Regions from separate parts of the Mus musculus genome. Here region 1 is linked to region 2. A link is a contact called in public promoter capture Hi-C data. All regions are on one chromosome and are shown on one strand. Each heading gives the region's core, a stretch centred on a gene start, on an enhancer-like site or on the middle of the called end of the contact. The rest is flanking DNA. Distances are from core to core; before and after follow the strand shown.

Region 1 (3,841 bases), core at 1,125-3,624, about 28 Mb after region 2:
GAGGTATGGGCAAAAGGCTTGTCTAAAGTTGCCGTTTGGATAGTTGGCCAAGCTGCTACCTAGCCAGGTCCATTCTGCCTTCATACACGGCAGGCAACATAAGCCTGGTTTGGCCTCACATATCTGTGGCCTTTTGTTGTTGTTGTTAGAATATATTTTCTTCATGGCAATTTTAACCCTAGGGGATGAAAACTCATTTGAGAAAGTTACTCATTTTAATACCATTTGAAATAAAGTATGGTTAGAAAAGCAAAAGCTTATAACTTTTTAAGAAGTGCTAAGGGGATCATGCTCAGGCCATCAACGCCTGTGTCTGGATTCTGTCCTCGATTGGGTATCCCCAACTTCTGCAAGATTAAAATATTTTCTATCAAAAAGTGCTCAGGATACCTAGCCAACTTAGGTATCCGAGTATTCCCTGAGATATGTTTTAATTGCAATGTAAAACTATAGGATCTACTTTAATACGGCGTGCTAGGAAACGAAGGGGGGATGCTGATGGGTTTGGGTAACTAGCATGGTAGGCTGTTAATGTTTACTTGCATAAGCATCCACATACACTAAGAGCTAAGATACTCACAGCCGTAGCTCTTCAAAGGTTTTCACCGAGTAGAGTGGAGAGCTGGGATCCTTCTGTAAGACTTCCACTCGGTGGCTGGATTCTATTAAGGACTGACGGATTAGCTTGTTTAAGAGTGAATTGGCTGCCAAATCCACTAAAAAAAAAAAAAGGCAAAATCACAAGAGGACATCAAACCTCCCGGATGACAGCTAATTAACTGTTATCTCCTACTGAGCAACAGTACATATCAACCAACAGCAGCTTGTTCTCATCTTCCTGACAAAAGGAAGTCCGAGAAGGAATGCCACAGCACCGAGGATTCCCTCCTTTTACCAAGACCCAGTTTCTTATGCTCTGTTGTGCAAACCCTTGACCACGTGCAGACCGACATCTAATTGCAATATCTTCCTAGCCAAACCGAAAATTCTTAATCTACACCTTGCAGTTTTCATTTCAACGTAGTCTAAAGGAATGCACCCCCCTCCTAATTCAGTACTCCCCCCCCATAGTATTCATTCAAAAAGAAAACAAAGATAGTGCTTTCCCAAGGAAATTAATCCTTTTAGCACAGTCAAAGCGATGGTAAACCAAGCAGCAGAGCTAATAGGTACATTCAGTCGAGCTTGTCTCCTACCTACATCGTCTTCATCATCATCATCATCTTCCGTGTTAAGAGAGCCGTCTATGAGGGTAAAAGGGAAAATAAGAAGCATAAAGAAAAATGTTGAGTGGAAACATACAATGCATTCTCAGAACGTCTCACAGACGCTACAGTGTATGCAAACAGAGCCATCTCCTGCAAGAGTAAAGCGATGTGCCTGAGGAGGTGGAGGATTTTCAGTGGAGAGGAAGGAAGCCAAAGCTATTTCATGGCAGATACATGGGGAAAGCAAAGGTGTTAATTAAGCCAGTCTTGCTTTAGCCTAACAACACTCACCTATGTTTGGGACTGTGGTACTCCTAATACCACGAAGGTTCTTCCTGGGATGGACGAGATTTGAAAACTATTGAAAGGCACAAAATTCAACCAAGGTTAGGAAGCAGGACATCAAGCAAGAAGCATGGCGCTATCCTACAGCAAGGGGAGGGAAGACCACCTCAAACTGCTTCCTTTGCAATGTTAAGGGTTAATGATTTCATTATAAGAATCTGTGTAATTGTATGAATTCTCATATAATAGAATGGGGGCTTCCATAGTCTCTCTTTATAAGGGCTCTTAGTTTGAATATGGGCAGCATCTGGGTGATGGGTGGTTTACAACTACAAGGGGAAGGTGGCTATGAAGATGAGAAGCCTGCTAAATGGTCAAAACCAGGATAGGAGAAAACTCAGTACAGATAGGACTAGCAGCTGCGCACTCTCTCTGTATTTCCTGAGGGGGTCTCTGCCCTTTCAAATCAAAGGTCGGTCCTTTCTGGGAGTCTCCTTTTCTGTGGCCTTTCCAGCCCAGCCCCCCATCACTTGACACCCCCCATCACTTGACACCCCGCTCTAAACGCCGGCCGGGCGCTCCCCTTCCCAGGGGACTTCCCTCGGGAGTCCCTGTTCTAGCCCCCGCCCCTGGGCCCTCCCCTGCTCAGCGGCAGTTACGTGGCTGTTCAGCCGCTCGCTCTCCGCCGCCCCGGCGTCGCCTCCCCAAAGTAACGACGCCATAGCTGCGGTCTCCGCTCTCGCCCCTGGCACGTGCTGCCACCCCCGCGCGGGGCAGCGCCGGCTCGGCTCAGTGGCCAATGGTCAGGCTCCGGGACCGGCGTCCGCCTCGCGACCACCCGTGGCGCGGCGCAGTGCGCAGGCGCGGGCCCGGCGCGGGGCGGGCGGAGGGAGAGAGGTGCGGGGCGCAGCTGTGCGGGACACCCGCGAGCTTTCCGTTTGACCAGCCGGCCATCCGCACAGCAGAGAGAAAGTGGGCACGGAGGCGGTACACACACCGCGCTGCAGGCTCTCGTGCGGGTATCTCTCCCGACAGCCCCGCTTGGGCATCACCAGGTGTGAGGTTGCACAGTGGAGGGAGAGATGGGCTTGACCAGAGGTTCAGAAGGAAAACAGAACTCAAGTGCGGACATGTGTCCAGGATACCTGTGATGTGCCCACATACACGCATATTTTAATTTTTATTCTAAGGAGGGGTCTCCTTTTAAAGCAATCTGGACCACCACTATCTATATCTATGACATGTATTGCACAGCTCTGGGGTAGCTCTTTGGTCCAACCTTATGCTAAGTTTGGACCAAAGAACCAGGATTTTCAGTTTTCTGACTGGAATTTTAAGACTTGGGGCAACATTTCTATAATTGTCAAAAGCAGAAACTCAAAACTGGAGCCATGATCTCTCCGTGGTGCTGAAGCAGAATTCCTTGGCCCTGTTCTGTCGCAATCTTTCAGTGTTTTCAGGTCAAAGCATTTCCCTTTAACCCTTACATTTACATTCTAGTAGTAAATGTTTCGACTCTCAAGGTTAAATTTCTGTTAATTAAACGATGTTGGGACAGGATCTTCAATCTCTTAGTTTTCATATAGGATAGCCAGCATTTGAAAATCTTTTTTTCTCATTTTAGACCAGACTATATTTCTCGTATTGGCTTGCGGTAAAGAGGAAGCTGCATCAGAAACCTGCGCATGCGGTGGGCTTCGGCTAAAAGCCCACACCGTGCCTTCCGAACTACATTTCCCAGAACCGTCGGCGCACGCTTGGTGAAGCCGCGCATGCTTACTGAAGACGGAAAGCCATAGCTTCCGGCTAGCCGCATGGCCGCCTACTGAGGACCGGAAGGTGAGTTAAACTCTGAGTTGGGCATCTTTGAGTTCTAGAGAGGAATGAACAGATGGAGGCTGAACTGCTACCTTCTGCCCTGGTATTTAAGTGTTTAAGAAGGCCTTGGTGTATGAAATGGGACTTAGGACAACGCATATCGTGTCGTGCCTGGAACTTCTAGCAGCTAGGAAATCCCATCGGCGGGGCTTAGAGTCTGTAACTAGTTTAGAGGGCCTCTACTACATCAAAATTGCTCAAATATGAACAGTGGAAGCCCATTAATTATGCTATGGAAGGAAGGGGTGGCGGGAAACTTTGGGTTTTGTTTTACACAATTCTTTTCAGAGTTGATTAATGGTCGTAGCGCGTCTCAAACCCTTTATTACAAAGGAAATGTGTACCCTCGCCATATACATTTAAACATTTAAAGAAGTTTCGTACATTTAGGGCGTGCTATTTTAGGGTGAAAGCTTGGTGCGCCCAGGAATTCCCTTTGTGGGTATTTGGTTACCCCCACACTGTATCTG
Region 2 (4,153 bases), core at 1,320-3,819:
AGCAGGGCGTCCCCCGATTTTCTCTCTGTCTCTGGAAGAATTTCAAAATTAATTTTCCTTTATTTTATTTTATTATCTTAAACCCTATTCCTCTAGCTTGATGCAGTTCTCGACTGCAGACAACCGCCTGTTTTATTATTTTAAACCCTATTCCTCTCGCCTGAAGCAGCTTTTGAAAGCTGTGGACAACCGCCTGTTTTGTAGTTTCTAGTCCTTCGCTGCCGAACCATAAGTGGACCCAGCACCAGGTCAGCACTGTTCCAAACTTAGCCCGTAACCTGTCGCACCTCCAGCAACACTTTAAAAAATGAAGTTTAAAACCAGCGCTAGCATAAATACCTGTTGCTCACCGTGCCTGATATGATCTTCTGATTCTTTCCTTCTCGTGGAGCTCCACACAAGACAGCGATTCCCTCAGTGTTTCCCCGCCACTCCCATGTCCCTGGTTCGGACGCCAATCTGTTGTAAGCCGGCCCGGGGCCTACATGAACCGGGCACACCTGGGAGGCAGGCTGGGGCTGAAAGAGACTTATACTGTGAGAGAAATTAATGGAGACCAAGACACGTTTCTGTTCAAGGCCCGCGAGTTTACTAAGAGACTGTGCATATAAGGGGGAAGGCCCTGCCAGTTCACTCTTGGTGCCTGGAGCCGTTCAGTCAGCACTTTGTCGCCAGGCTGTTGCTTATTCAGGAATCTCTCAGGAAGACAGGTTCAGCCTCTCAGCAGGTAGCAGAAGAGCAGGGCAGTTGTCACTTCAAAAGAAGCCAAGTCGGAAAGATGCACCGCAGGTGGCCCCACCTCAGTGGCGACAAGGTTTGTACCAGCCAGCTTCAGGCTGGGGGAGGCTACAATTGTACACTGCGAATAGTCATAGAAATTCCAGCAAGGAGAAGTTTCATGCTTTATTTTGTTCATTTTGGACATGTTTGCTTGTTTTATCGACTGGTTGGTTTATTGAGTTAGGGTCTGATATAGTTCAGGCTGTCCTCAAACTTGCTATAAAGCTAAAGATGACCACGAATTCCAATCCTCCTTCAGCCGCCCAAGTGATAGAGTTAAGGGACTGTGCCTCCATTCCTGACCGGTTTGGTTGAGACAGGGTCTTACTATGGATGAGCTCATCTTGGAACTCGCTATATAGCTCAGATTAGCCTTGAATTTTCAGCAATCCTCCTGCCTCTGTCTCCTAAGTACTGGAATTACAGTTTTTCGCTACTACACCAGCTAGGGAACTGTGTAAACATGTAAGGTTAGATTACATCAGTATTCTTGAAACATTTCTTCTTGGGAAGTCAAAGGTAATGCCAGCAACTGACCTGGTGTCTGTTGAAGGCCCCTGGTCTCAGGCCACTTTCATGAGGCACTTATTTCACTGTTGAGATCCCTGTTCTTCTAGCTCAGTCGCTTCTCCAATACCCCGCCTCTTTAAATCACCACACTGAGCACTGGGTTCCAAAAACTGGAGTCAGGGCAAGCATTCATTCTGAATACAGAATGATCCTTCCTAGTCCATGCCTGGAAGCACTTGGCTAGATTCTTCAGAAATAGAACCATCAAATCCTAAACACACAGCTGTTTTTTAAAGCCCGTGGTAGATGCTGGTATTTTCAGGTTGGCTGGTTGCAGTTTCATATGTCTTGTAAATGTAGAGAAAACGGGCCTAATTAATCCATGATCATCACACATCTATAACAAAGAAGCTTTGTGGAAGTCGAAAAGTATTTTTCATAACAAAGTTTTAGGCTTATCTTTGAAATGCCCTGGATCAGGTGTTAGAGAGCTGCAATACCCTGTGGAAGCTGTGTCCATCTTCCACGTTAGTTGAGTGATGTGTACTAGACACATAATTTTAGAATTCTGAGTGGAATCAAAATGCAGCATTGGCCCTAGGGCTTACGAGGGATTTTGCCAAAAAACTAGACTACAACAGGCTGTTTTTGAGTCGGGACAGCGAACTCTAGAAGACAGGGATCTAGGTTATAGGTGCTAAGTTTCCAACTGGTCTGCAAACTGCACCGCCCACTCTACATGTTTTTCCAGTTGTAGAAAAAAGGAGGCACAAGTGGAGTACCAAGATCATGACGGTTACTTTGAAACTTTTTTGAGTCTGACTTTCCTTCACTCCTCTGAGAGGCTGCAATCATCCAGTCTGTGACTCCCTCTCTTACTCCGCGCCGCAACCATGCCAATCCCACCCGAAAACTTCTAAATAAAGCCTGTCTTCAGGAAGTCCTGGTAGACGACTACCCCTTGAAAGTCAGAGATAGAGCCACAGCTGTCGTAGCACTTAGTCCGGACCACGCCACTCCCAAAACCACGACCTCATCCGCCTCCGAGAGCCCCGCCTCTTATCCGCTCCTCAGTACTGTTCAGAGAGCCACGCCCCTCCCGTCTGAGGCCTGTCCCCCTTGCCCCGCCTCTGTAAGCCACGCCCTCTCCCGGCTCTCCTCTTTTCTCAGAGCCACTCCCTCTCTTGGCCCTGCAGCTCTTCCCCGCCCTGCCTCCTGTGGGCCACGCCCCTCCTGACTTTGCCGACCACGCCCTGGCCCCGCCCCAGGCCGCCTGGCCTATCCCTATTTGGTCACTGGGGGGACTGGCGGCGGCGTCTGCAGGGGAGCGGTAAGGGCGGAAGGGGACGCGGAGCGGTCGCGTGCGCGGAGAGCAGCTCTGGGCGCCGGGCGGTTGCTGCGGGCGCTCAGGGGCCCTGGGAACAATGGCGCTGTGCGCGCGGGCCGCGCTGCTGCTGGGCGTGCTGCAGGTGCTGGCGCTGCTAGGGGCGGCGCAGGACCCGACCGACGCTCAGGGTAAGTTGGCAGGCGCAGAGGAAGCGCACTGCGGCGGCCTGCCTCTCCATGTTCGGCGTCCGCGTGGAAAGTTCCACGCGTCCACGGTAGACTCCCACCCCAACCTCATTTCCCTCTTCGCCCGCGGGCCACCTGCGGAGCGAGACTCCGTCTCTCCCCTGCTTGGGGACGGCAAGCCGGCGTGGTGTGCAGAACTTGCTGAGTTTCCCTGGGATGGCCCTTCAGCCGAAGACTCAAGTTGGTCCTCTTCACTGTAGTTCTGTGGCTGGTAGCAAGACCTGTAGATTGAAATTTGTTCGCTAACTGCCGCAAAAACAGGTCTGATTGTCTACCCACACAGCTTCCTGCTGAAGGTACTCCCAGAATTCAAGTTGGATTCCAGGGCCAGTTCGGCTGAGTGGGAACCTTGGGTGTACGCGCCTTGTTCCCCTGCGCAGATGAGGCTTGTGCTCGGACTGTAGTCACTACTGCTGCATACGCAGCAGCCTTGAGGTCCCTGTGGTCCAGAGCCTACGACGTCATCATTAAGGTCATAACAAGATGATGTTGACAGCCTTCTGTGTTGGGGATTTTGTTTCTCTTCGAAACCTTGACGTTTTGAACACTTTGAGAAGAACTCTGAGTTTGTGAAAATTCTATTGTCCCTTGTCATCTACTAGAGTCCAGTCGCTAGGGAAATAGTAAACTAGGATAAGAAACTTTAAATGACCAAAGTCTTTGTGATTTTCAGCTCAGTCATCTGTTGTGTTTTTCAGTCTCATCTATGAAGGGATAACCAGTGAGTTTACTTAAGCAGATGATTTAGGCCCAACACCTGCTTTGGCTGGAATAATCTGGGTGAATTAAACAACCCTATTTCTGTTGTGCTGAATTTCACTGTGTTTTGTAGAGTCAGGATCTCTTGTATCCATGAAGCCCTAACTGGCTTTGAACTCCCTATGTGGCTGAAGATAACCTTGAACTTCTGATATGCCTAACTCTACTTCGGGGATTACAGGGCTTCTTCACTTCGATTGGTTATGTTTTATGTTTGCTCTTTTGACTTGTACCAGTGACAAACTGGAATTGCAGGACTACTTCTGAGATCAGTTAAGGAAAGAATGTTGAGACTCTGTCTTAGAGCAAATATTAGACTGCTTATGGGAGGAGGCCTTTATCCTACCCAGCTGCTTGCCTTGTGTGTACAGATTTTTTTCCTCTCACGAATTACTGATTGAAGTGGAGTGCCCTTTTCTATCTTTTGCCCTCAAAACATTTTTGTTGTTGTTGCTGTTGGACTTTCTCACTATGCTCTGATTGTGAGTGTCTCACTAGAGAGGTTAGTGCTATTTGGAAAACCTGAAATGCT

Evidence for each region. Promoter capture Hi-C pulls out the DNA fragments that hold promoters and counts their contacts.
Region 1: a promoter capture Hi-C map of frontonasal cranial neural crest shows a contact between it and region 2. The contact joins the promoter of Pus3 here to the promoter of Tmem123 in region 2. A contact is called at or near these places in 3 of 39 promoter capture datasets (cranial neural crest, frontonasal cranial neural crest and pre-B cells).

Annotation. Positions count from the first base shown.
Region 1 is chr9:35,556,186-35,560,026 of GRCm38.p6, forward strand. Pus3 (pseudouridine synthase 3) reads left to right here and starts at 2,375. Exons shown (of 5, transcript NM_023292.5): 1 at 2,375-2,548; 2 at 3,118-3,332. It overlaps Ddx25 (DEAD box helicase 25), which reads right to left and starts at 2,285. Exons shown (of 12, transcript NM_013932.4): 1 at 2,153-2,285; 2 at 1,500-1,566; 3 at 1,197-1,244; 4 at 581-716. The coding sequence starts at 2,215.
Region 2 is chr9:7,761,508-7,765,660 of GRCm38.p6, forward strand. It overlaps Tmem123 (transmembrane protein 123), which reads left to right and starts at 2,570. Exons shown (of 5, transcript NM_133739.2): 1 at 2,570-2,805. The coding sequence starts at 2,715.